2 separate regions of the Zea mays genome follow, and region 1 is linked to region 2. The links are chromatin contacts, called in public Hi-C maps. All regions are on one chromosome and are shown on one strand. The core of a region is the stretch at or near the end of the contact, and the rest is flanking DNA. Distances in the headings are between cores, read along the strand shown.

Evidence for each region. Hi-C and Micro-C count contacts between places; a contact is called where the count stands out from the background.
Region 1: a contact with region 2 is called in a Hi-C map of tassel, with 2.2 times the contacts expected there. The contact joins the promoter of LOC100272459 here to the promoter of LOC100276548 in region 2. A contact is called at or near these places in 2 of 25 Hi-C or Micro-C datasets (ear and tassel).

What each region holds. Positions count from the first base shown.
Region 1 is chr6:93,308,585-93,312,577 of Zm-B73-REFERENCE-NAM-5.0, forward strand. LOC100272459 (RNA binding protein) reads left to right here and starts at 2,516. Exons shown (of 6, transcript NM_001146932.1): 1 at 2,516-2,848; 2 at 3,060-3,467; 3 at 3,613-3,812. The coding sequence starts at 2,525.
Region 2 is chr6:92,876,320-92,880,207 of Zm-B73-REFERENCE-NAM-5.0, forward strand. It overlaps LOC100276548, which reads right to left and starts at 1,258. Exons shown (of 4, transcript NM_001374062.1): 1 at 692-1,258; 2 at 336-506; 3 at 61-237. The coding sequence starts at 1,213.

The DNA.
Region 1 (3,993 bases), core at 1,266-3,765, 430 kb after region 2:
GTGGGCGAGCGCGGAGGGGGGAGAGGCGAGGCGGCCGGAGCCGAGCGTGAGAGAGGTGGAAGTCCCGCGGCCTTCGTGTTCGTCCCGCGCCCAGGTCGGGTGCGCTTGCAGTAGGGGGGTTACAAGCGTCCACGCGGGTGAGGGAAGCGAGCGGCCCCAAGAGAGCGCCTGTCCCGTCCTCGGTCCCGCGCGGCCAACCTTCTCTGAGAAGGCCCTGGTCCTTCCTTTTATAGTCGTAAGGAGAGGACCCAGGTGTACAATGGGGATGTAGCAGAGTGCTACGTGTCTAGCGGAGGGAGAGCTAGTGCCCTAGGTACATGCCGATGTGGCAGCCGGAGAGATCTGGGCATCCTGCTGGCGTGATGTCGTGGCTATCGGAGGTGCGGCGGAGCCTGATGGAGGGACAGCTGTTGGAGCGGTCGAGTCCCTGCTGACGTTGTCCTGCTGCCGTAAGAGAGCTGGGGGCCGCCGTCGTCATAGAGCTCGTGGAGTGCCATCATTGCCCCTCTGGCGGAGCTGGCCGGACGAGACGCCGGTCTTGTTCTCCGTGACCCGAGTCGATTCGGGGTAGGATGATGATGACGTTTCCTGTTGACGTGGCGGTCTGTGCTCTAGGCAGGGCGACGTGGGGTTTCCTCCGAAGCCAAGGTTGAGTCTGCCTTCTGCTGCCGTGGCCGAGCCCGAGCCAGGGGGTCGGGCGAGGCGGAAGTCGTCCGGCCGAGGCCAGGGCGGAGTCCGAGCCCTGGGGTCGGGCGAGGCGGAGTTTCGTCGTCTTCCGGGTCTTAGCCCGAGTCCGAGCCCTGGGGTCGGGCGGAGTGGAGTTCGCTGTCTTCCGGGTCTTAGCCTGAGTCCGAGCCCTGGGGTCGGGCGGAGCGGAGTTCGCCGTCTTCCGGGTCCTAGCCCGAGTCCGAGCCCTGGGGTCGGGCGGAGCGGAGTTCGCCGTCTTCCGGGTCCTAGCCCGAGTCCGAGCCCTGGGGTCGGGCGGAGTGGAGTTCGCCGTCTTCCGGGTCTTAGCCCGAGTCCGAGCCCTGGGTCGGGCGGAGCGGAGTTCGCCGTCTTCCGGGTCTTAGCCCGAGTCCGAGCCCTGGGGTCGGGCGGAGCGGAGTTCGCCGTCTTCCGGGTCTTTGCCCGAGTCCGAGCCCTGGGGTCGGGCGGAGCGGAGTTCGCCGTCTTCCGGGTCCTAGCCCGAGTCCGAGCCCTGGGGTCGGGCGGAGCGGAGTTCGCCGTGGCGCCTTTGGCAAGGCCTAATTGCCTGTCAGACTCACTCTGTCGAGTGGCACTGCAGTCGGGGTGGCGCAGGCGGCGCTGTCCTTCTGTCAGACTGGCCAGTGGAGCGGTGGAGTGACGGCGGTCACCTCGGCTCTGCCGGGGGCGCGTGTCAGGATAGAGGTGTCAGGCCACCTTTGCGTTAAATGCCCCTGCAATTTGGTGAGTCGGTGTGGTGATTTAGTCAAGGTTGCTTCTGAGCGAAACCAAGACCTTGGGCAAGCCGGTGATGTGTCCGCCATAAAAAGGGGGCCTCGGGCGAGACGGAAGTCTCTCGAGGTCGGCTGCCTTCGGCCGAGGCTAGGCTCGGGTGAAGCGTGATCGAGTCACTCGTGTGGACTGATCCCTGACTTAATCGTGCCCATCAGGCCTTTGCAGCTTTATGCTGATGGGGGTTACCAGCTGAGAATTAGGCGTCTTGAGGGTACCCCTAATTATGGTCCCCGACAATATAGTACTAAATAAGTTTAAGTTTTATTGGATTTTATATGAAGTATATTTTCACAGTATATGTATTTGAAGTTATTCATGTTGATGATATATTGTACAAATTTAGTTAAATTTAGAGTAATTTGAGTTTGACCGGGCCTAGAATGGCATCATTTGTATTTTTCTCATAAGCTGGATCATTGTGAAATATATTTTCATAGTATAGCTATTTAGAATCATACATGTCGACAATGTTTTTTTATAAACTTAATTAAATTTTAAATAATTTGAATTAGATCAGGCCCGAAATTGCACGATCTGCTCTAAACAGCATTAGTGTCCTAGATATTCATGTATCGTTTTAGTGAGTGGGTCTTTGATATTTATTTTCGAATTTATTGTTAGTTATATAAACGAGTCAAACTCAATAAATCCTAACATTTTATACGTTTTACATATATAGATTTTTTGAAAGGGATGTAATTAAATCGCCTAACACAAGTCTGTCCATTACTCCCTTTGAAAACAACCCTACTTGACTTTATGAATATAAATGTTTCCCTTTTGTTTGGATCAATGAGGAGGAGAAAAAACACATCCACCCGTGAGGCGAAATAAAGAAAGTCGACTGTACGACTGATGCATGAGCAAGTCACGTATGGCAGGCAGAAACTCACATGCTATTGCTCCTTTCAATTAAAACAAGAAATTCGTTGTGACCTACAGCCCATTTTTTGACAACCTTGGCCCAACAACAGGCCCATCTACCCACACACTATCCTCTCCCTCAGTGCTCACGTCTCCACCGGTCCACCCCCTCGGCAGCTCAATGGCAGCTGCGACGGCGCCACCGCCGGCGGCGGTTGCCACCACCCTCTCGGGCCTCATGCGCTGCCAGAACATCCGTAGCAGCAGGCCTAGAGCCTTCTACGCGAGGTGCGCCTCCTCCAACGCGAGCGCGGAGGCGGCGGAGAGCCGGAAGGGAGGCCACGGCGGGACGCGCCTGGAGGAAGCCGTGCCCGTCGGCGAGGGGCGCTCGAGGGTAGACGCCTGGATATCGGCGCGTCTCGGCGGCGGGGGCGTTAGCCGCGCGCGCGTGCAGGCCAGCATCCGGGCCGGGCTTGTCGCCGTCAATGGCCGCCCGGTCTCCAAGGTGCCACTGCTACCCCGTGTCTCTAGGCTCTGTTTGCTTCCTGTCAAGCGAGGTCGGATGATCCTTGTGTTAGCAGAACTGTGGAATATGCTGCTTATACATTATTGTAGCTGATTTGTAGCTTAAACTACAACTCTGATTCCGGACGAGACAATTCACAAGGTATATGAGGGCATGCAGCACCAATTGTACTTCACTTTGTGCATTGTAGGTTTCGCATACTGTGAAGGGAGGGGACTTGGTCAGCTGCACGGTGTCAGAGCTACAGCCGCTGAGGGCAGAGGCGGAGGACATCCCGCTGGACATCGTTTATGAGGATGACCATGTTCTTGTTGTCAACAAGCCGGCTCATATGGTTGTTCACCCGGCGCCAGGAAATGCCAAAGGCACATTAGTCAATGCTATACTTCATCACTGCAAGATCTCCACATTTACCTGTTTAGCACGCAGCTCAGCTGGTGATGAATGCCCGGATTCTACGGATGAAGACACTGATGTATTTCATGTGGATCAGTTTGCTGCTGAAGATGTAAGTTCAGAAGTCCGGAATGCTCTTGTGCGCCCTGGTATTGTGCACAGGCTGGATAAGGGGACAAGTGGGCTTCTTGTTGTTGCTAAGGTATTGAATTCTGAGTTGTGATAGCCACCCATTTTTTTTTTAAAAAATAAACCTGGTACTTCAGAATCTTTTATGAAATCTGTGCGTATAATACAGACTTATGCTGAACTCTCCCATTTTTCTTTGTCTTTCTTCTTTGGGACAGGATGAGCATTCTCATGCTCGATTAGCAGAACAGTTCAAGCTGCATACAATCCGTAGGGTATACATCAGTCTTACTTGTGGCGCACCTAATCCAAATTCTGGCAGGATTGAGGCTTCTATTGCACGTGATCCTAACAATCGGATTCGTATGACTGCTATTGCTGGATCAGGCCACAGATATGCACGGAATGCTGCTAGTAGGTGATCCAAGCTGCCACTTGTGCCCCTTCTTTTGGATCCTTATATGACGTTGCCTCCTCAATGCTTTTCCACTTGAATTAAAATGCATCCTAGGTCTAGTACTAACGATGTTGATTATGTAGTTCGAAGCTATTTGCATTGTTCAGATATGGTTGATTACTGTGACCATTCTGTTTCGACA
Region 2 (3,888 bases), core at 8-2,507:
GGCAGATCTAGAACCAATGTATTGTGTGTGTGGGCAGGCAGCGGTCACGGTGGTGACTACCTCGGAGCAGGAGGCGTGCATGCCGAAGTCGTTGAAGCAGCTGACGACGCACTGCTGGATGTCCAGCCCTAGCGCGTCCAGCGTGCTCACCGTGGACAGCAGCAGCCCCGGCCTGGCGCTGGCGCCGCAGTAGATCTCCACCCGGGTGTCGGCGCCCTCCTTCCGCTCCACGTCCAACTGCACGAGGACGCAGCATCAGCATCAGCATCAGCGTCTCAGCCGCGCCTCGCATTCCCCTTCCCCCAATCGCGGCCAGCCACAAGATAGAATCGTACCTTGGGGGTGTTCCTGGCCACCATCTCGTTGGGGTTGAGCTCCCGGAAGACGCTGAGCATGCCCGCCGGCGCCTCCCCCTGCTGCTCGATCTCCTCCTGCAGCAGCTTGATCCTCTCCAGCAGCTCCTTCATGTAGTCGATCGTGTCGCCCAGGATCGACGTCCGGTCCATCTGTGCACCCACCACGCGCATTTCGTATCTCATCAGTCATCAGCCCAGCCGCCGACGCCGTAGATAGACATACTGATTGCGTGTTTGCTGTTTTCTTGTCCGACGAGGTGGACAAAGAACCAAGAAAAAAGGAGAGATCCCCCCCCCCCCCCCCCCCCCCCCCCCCCCCTCTTTGTCCTTCTCACCTTGCTGATCTTGGGCACGACGGAGCGCAGCATGGAGAGGCGGTCGTTGAGGCGCTTGCGGCGGCGGCGCTCGGCCATGAGGTTCTTGGACGGCATCCCCTCGACCCTCTTCTTCTTGGACGCCGCAGGGGCGGGCGTCGGCGCGGCGGCGCCGCCGCCGTCGCTCTCCACCAGGCCGGGCTCCACCTTGCACACCCCGAGGCCGGCGTTGTTGTCCAGCTGCAGCGCCTCCTTGGGCTCCGCGACGTGGAGGAACGCCATCTCGTCGCCGGCATTGGGCCCGCCGAACGCGGCGGCGGCGCCGTAGACCTCGCTGAGGCAGTCGAAGGCCGGCGGCTCGGCGCAGGAGGCGGTGAAGGTGGGGAGGACGCTGACGGTGGGCGCCTGCTGGTTGTGGAAGGAGCAGTCAATGGCGGCGGCCGCCGCCGGGGCGAAGAGGTCCCCCATGGACACATTGCAGTCCCAGGCGTCCCTGCGCAGGGAGAGGATCTCCTCCAGGAAGGCCTGCTCGTCGAGCTCCATGGCCGCATCCGCCGCCTTCTCCTCGAACTCGAATGAAAAAGGGAGGTGTGTGTGCCTGCGGTGGAGGGAGGAGACGGACAACGGGGGATTAAGATACGGGGAATGAAAGGGGGGGACAATTATTCCCTTTGATAAATGGTAAACAGTTGCCATTAAGGTAGTAGGCTGCTAGTAACAAATACGTAGTAGTACTACATTAATCCATGGAACTTGCTGCTGATTTATCTGTGGTGTGTACCGTACTAGTCGCAGCAGTAGAATGCAGTGAGGCCCCCAATCTGGTTTTTTGTTGTATTGCGACCTGTGAACCCTAGGCCTGGCCTAGCTAGGGCATAATGACAGTGCTAGGCTCCAGGAGGATTCGTCCTGGGCGTCGGGTAAAGCTCTCTGCCCTGTGATAGTGTGTGATGATGCCCTTTAATCTACTGACTGAGTAATTAGCGGGCACAGGCAGGCTTTGAAAGCTCCAACGCTCATGACTGACTGAGACTGAACTCTTGATGGCATATATTCAGAGATGACAGAAACTCTTGGCCACGCCCACGCCCACGCCCACACTGATGAAAGCCAAGCCATGGAGTTCCTCCCCTTCATCCTCGCTGTCATGCCATGCCACGGCAGCTGAATCGAATGGATTGATTTCTGTGGCAAACATTTCTTAATACTCAATCAATCTCGGGAAAACGAAGACGGCCAAGCTGGGAGAATGATATGATGACGAGGCCCCGGCCTCAGAACAGAAGATCCCGTGTGCGGGGCCCGCAGGTTTGACCCCACAAATGCGTCGAAAACGGCTTCTGGGGCGGCAGCGGCTCGCCCGTATCAGTTTCCCTGCGCATCCCTGGCTCCTGCATTGGCAATTGGCATGCAGGCGGGTGGGTGGGCTCACCCGTTGGAGGCCCACGTACACGTACGTGTCCTCTGCCTCTCTCTCTCGCCTCGTGGGCCTTTCTGAGCCCCAACTTGTGTCGAGCAGTTAGACAGCATTTCCTCGGTGTTTGTTAGCGCGGAGTATATATACCCATGTATATACCCATGGCCTGCTGCTGCTGTTCGAATGGTCCATACCATGCATCGTTCCGAATGGTCCATGCATGCATCGATCCCGTCCGTAGCTCTTCTGTTCTTTGTACAAGAGCAGCCTACGAGTACGTACGTAGCTTTTATTGCTGCTGTGCACTTGCCCTGCACCAGCTAGCTAGGACCCTACGTACGTACTGTACAGCTTCTTGGACGACATCCTCTACTATACCTACCTGTCTGTCTACACTAGGTTATGTATCTATATATACCAGCTACATAGTACATATCCGTATGCACAGAGCTACTATGCTAGCATGAAGGACGACGCCGGGTACATGAGAGAGAATAGGAGGAGAACAACAAGCGCATGGCGCCACCGACCTCGGGAACTGCGCGTGGGCCCCGGCCCTCTCCCTCCCCTTCCCACTCTCGACTTGAGACTATCCTCAACGCTTTGCGCTACCGCGCCCTCTCCCCTGCGTAGGGGGTCTCTACGCCCGCAGCGGCTAACGCTAGAGAGCTCCCTATGCGCTGCAGTCGTAGGGGTGGGCGTGCGTGCCCCCAGATCAAGGGGATCACTGTTCATCCCCTACAGCACTGTGTTGTGGAGCCACGAGTAATTGTTAGTAGATAAAAAATTGGTAATAGATATAGAAAATGTTATTTTATAGTTGTAGTGGGGTATAGGGGGAGTATTTAGGGGGAACCGCTGCAGGAGATGAAAACATAGGGGGTGAAATATTGATGATGTGACCCAAAAAGTGATATAGGGGGAAAATTTAGGGGTAACGCTTGCGATGCAAGAACGGTGTGACGTCTGCTCTTCGATTCTACTAGCTGAGTTCAGGCCACGGTTTACAAAACCGGTGGGGATGTAAAAACCGCACCCCACCGGTAACGGTTTACCGCCGGTAAATTGGTAGAAACCGGTAAAACCCGACCGGTTTGGCCAAACCAAATCAGTTTGAATTCAAATTGGTTTATCGGCGAAAAACCGACGCAAAACCGGTAGAAATCGGCGGTTAACCGTGAAATAAAGTGGTTTTTACTATTTTTAGCAGAAAAAAATGAAAATTTTGGCATGATTTATTTGTAGTTTGCTCAATTCACATTGTACAGTAAATATTAATTGATCCACACAACATGAGTTCATCAAAATAACATACAACATACATATGCAACCACAAACTCCAGTTCTCATGCAATAAACATCCAGCGAACTTCGCAATACTCAAATACAAGTTCTTTTACACCTCTCCAACGAGGCAACGACACATAGATCGACTTATTTCACAATACTCGCATGTTCAGCTCGAGTCATAGTGATAGTACTCAGGCATGTTGGAAGGGTCGTGATATTGATCCAATCCGTCATACTGATAGTGATAGGCCTATACAAAAGATATGAGATACATTAGTGAGAAAACAAGAACGACAAATAAATACTTATCCACAAAGCAAAAGAACATACAGGTGCAGCGGGAACTTGTCCATACCCATATTGTGGTTCTGGTGGATACATATTTGATAAATTTGAATATGGTGGTGGAGGAGGTCCATAGTTTCCATACCCATACATGATCTATGGTGGTGCTTCGCCTGATGGTGGAGGGGGTCCATAGGTTCGCTGACTCGGTTGCCATTGCAATGCA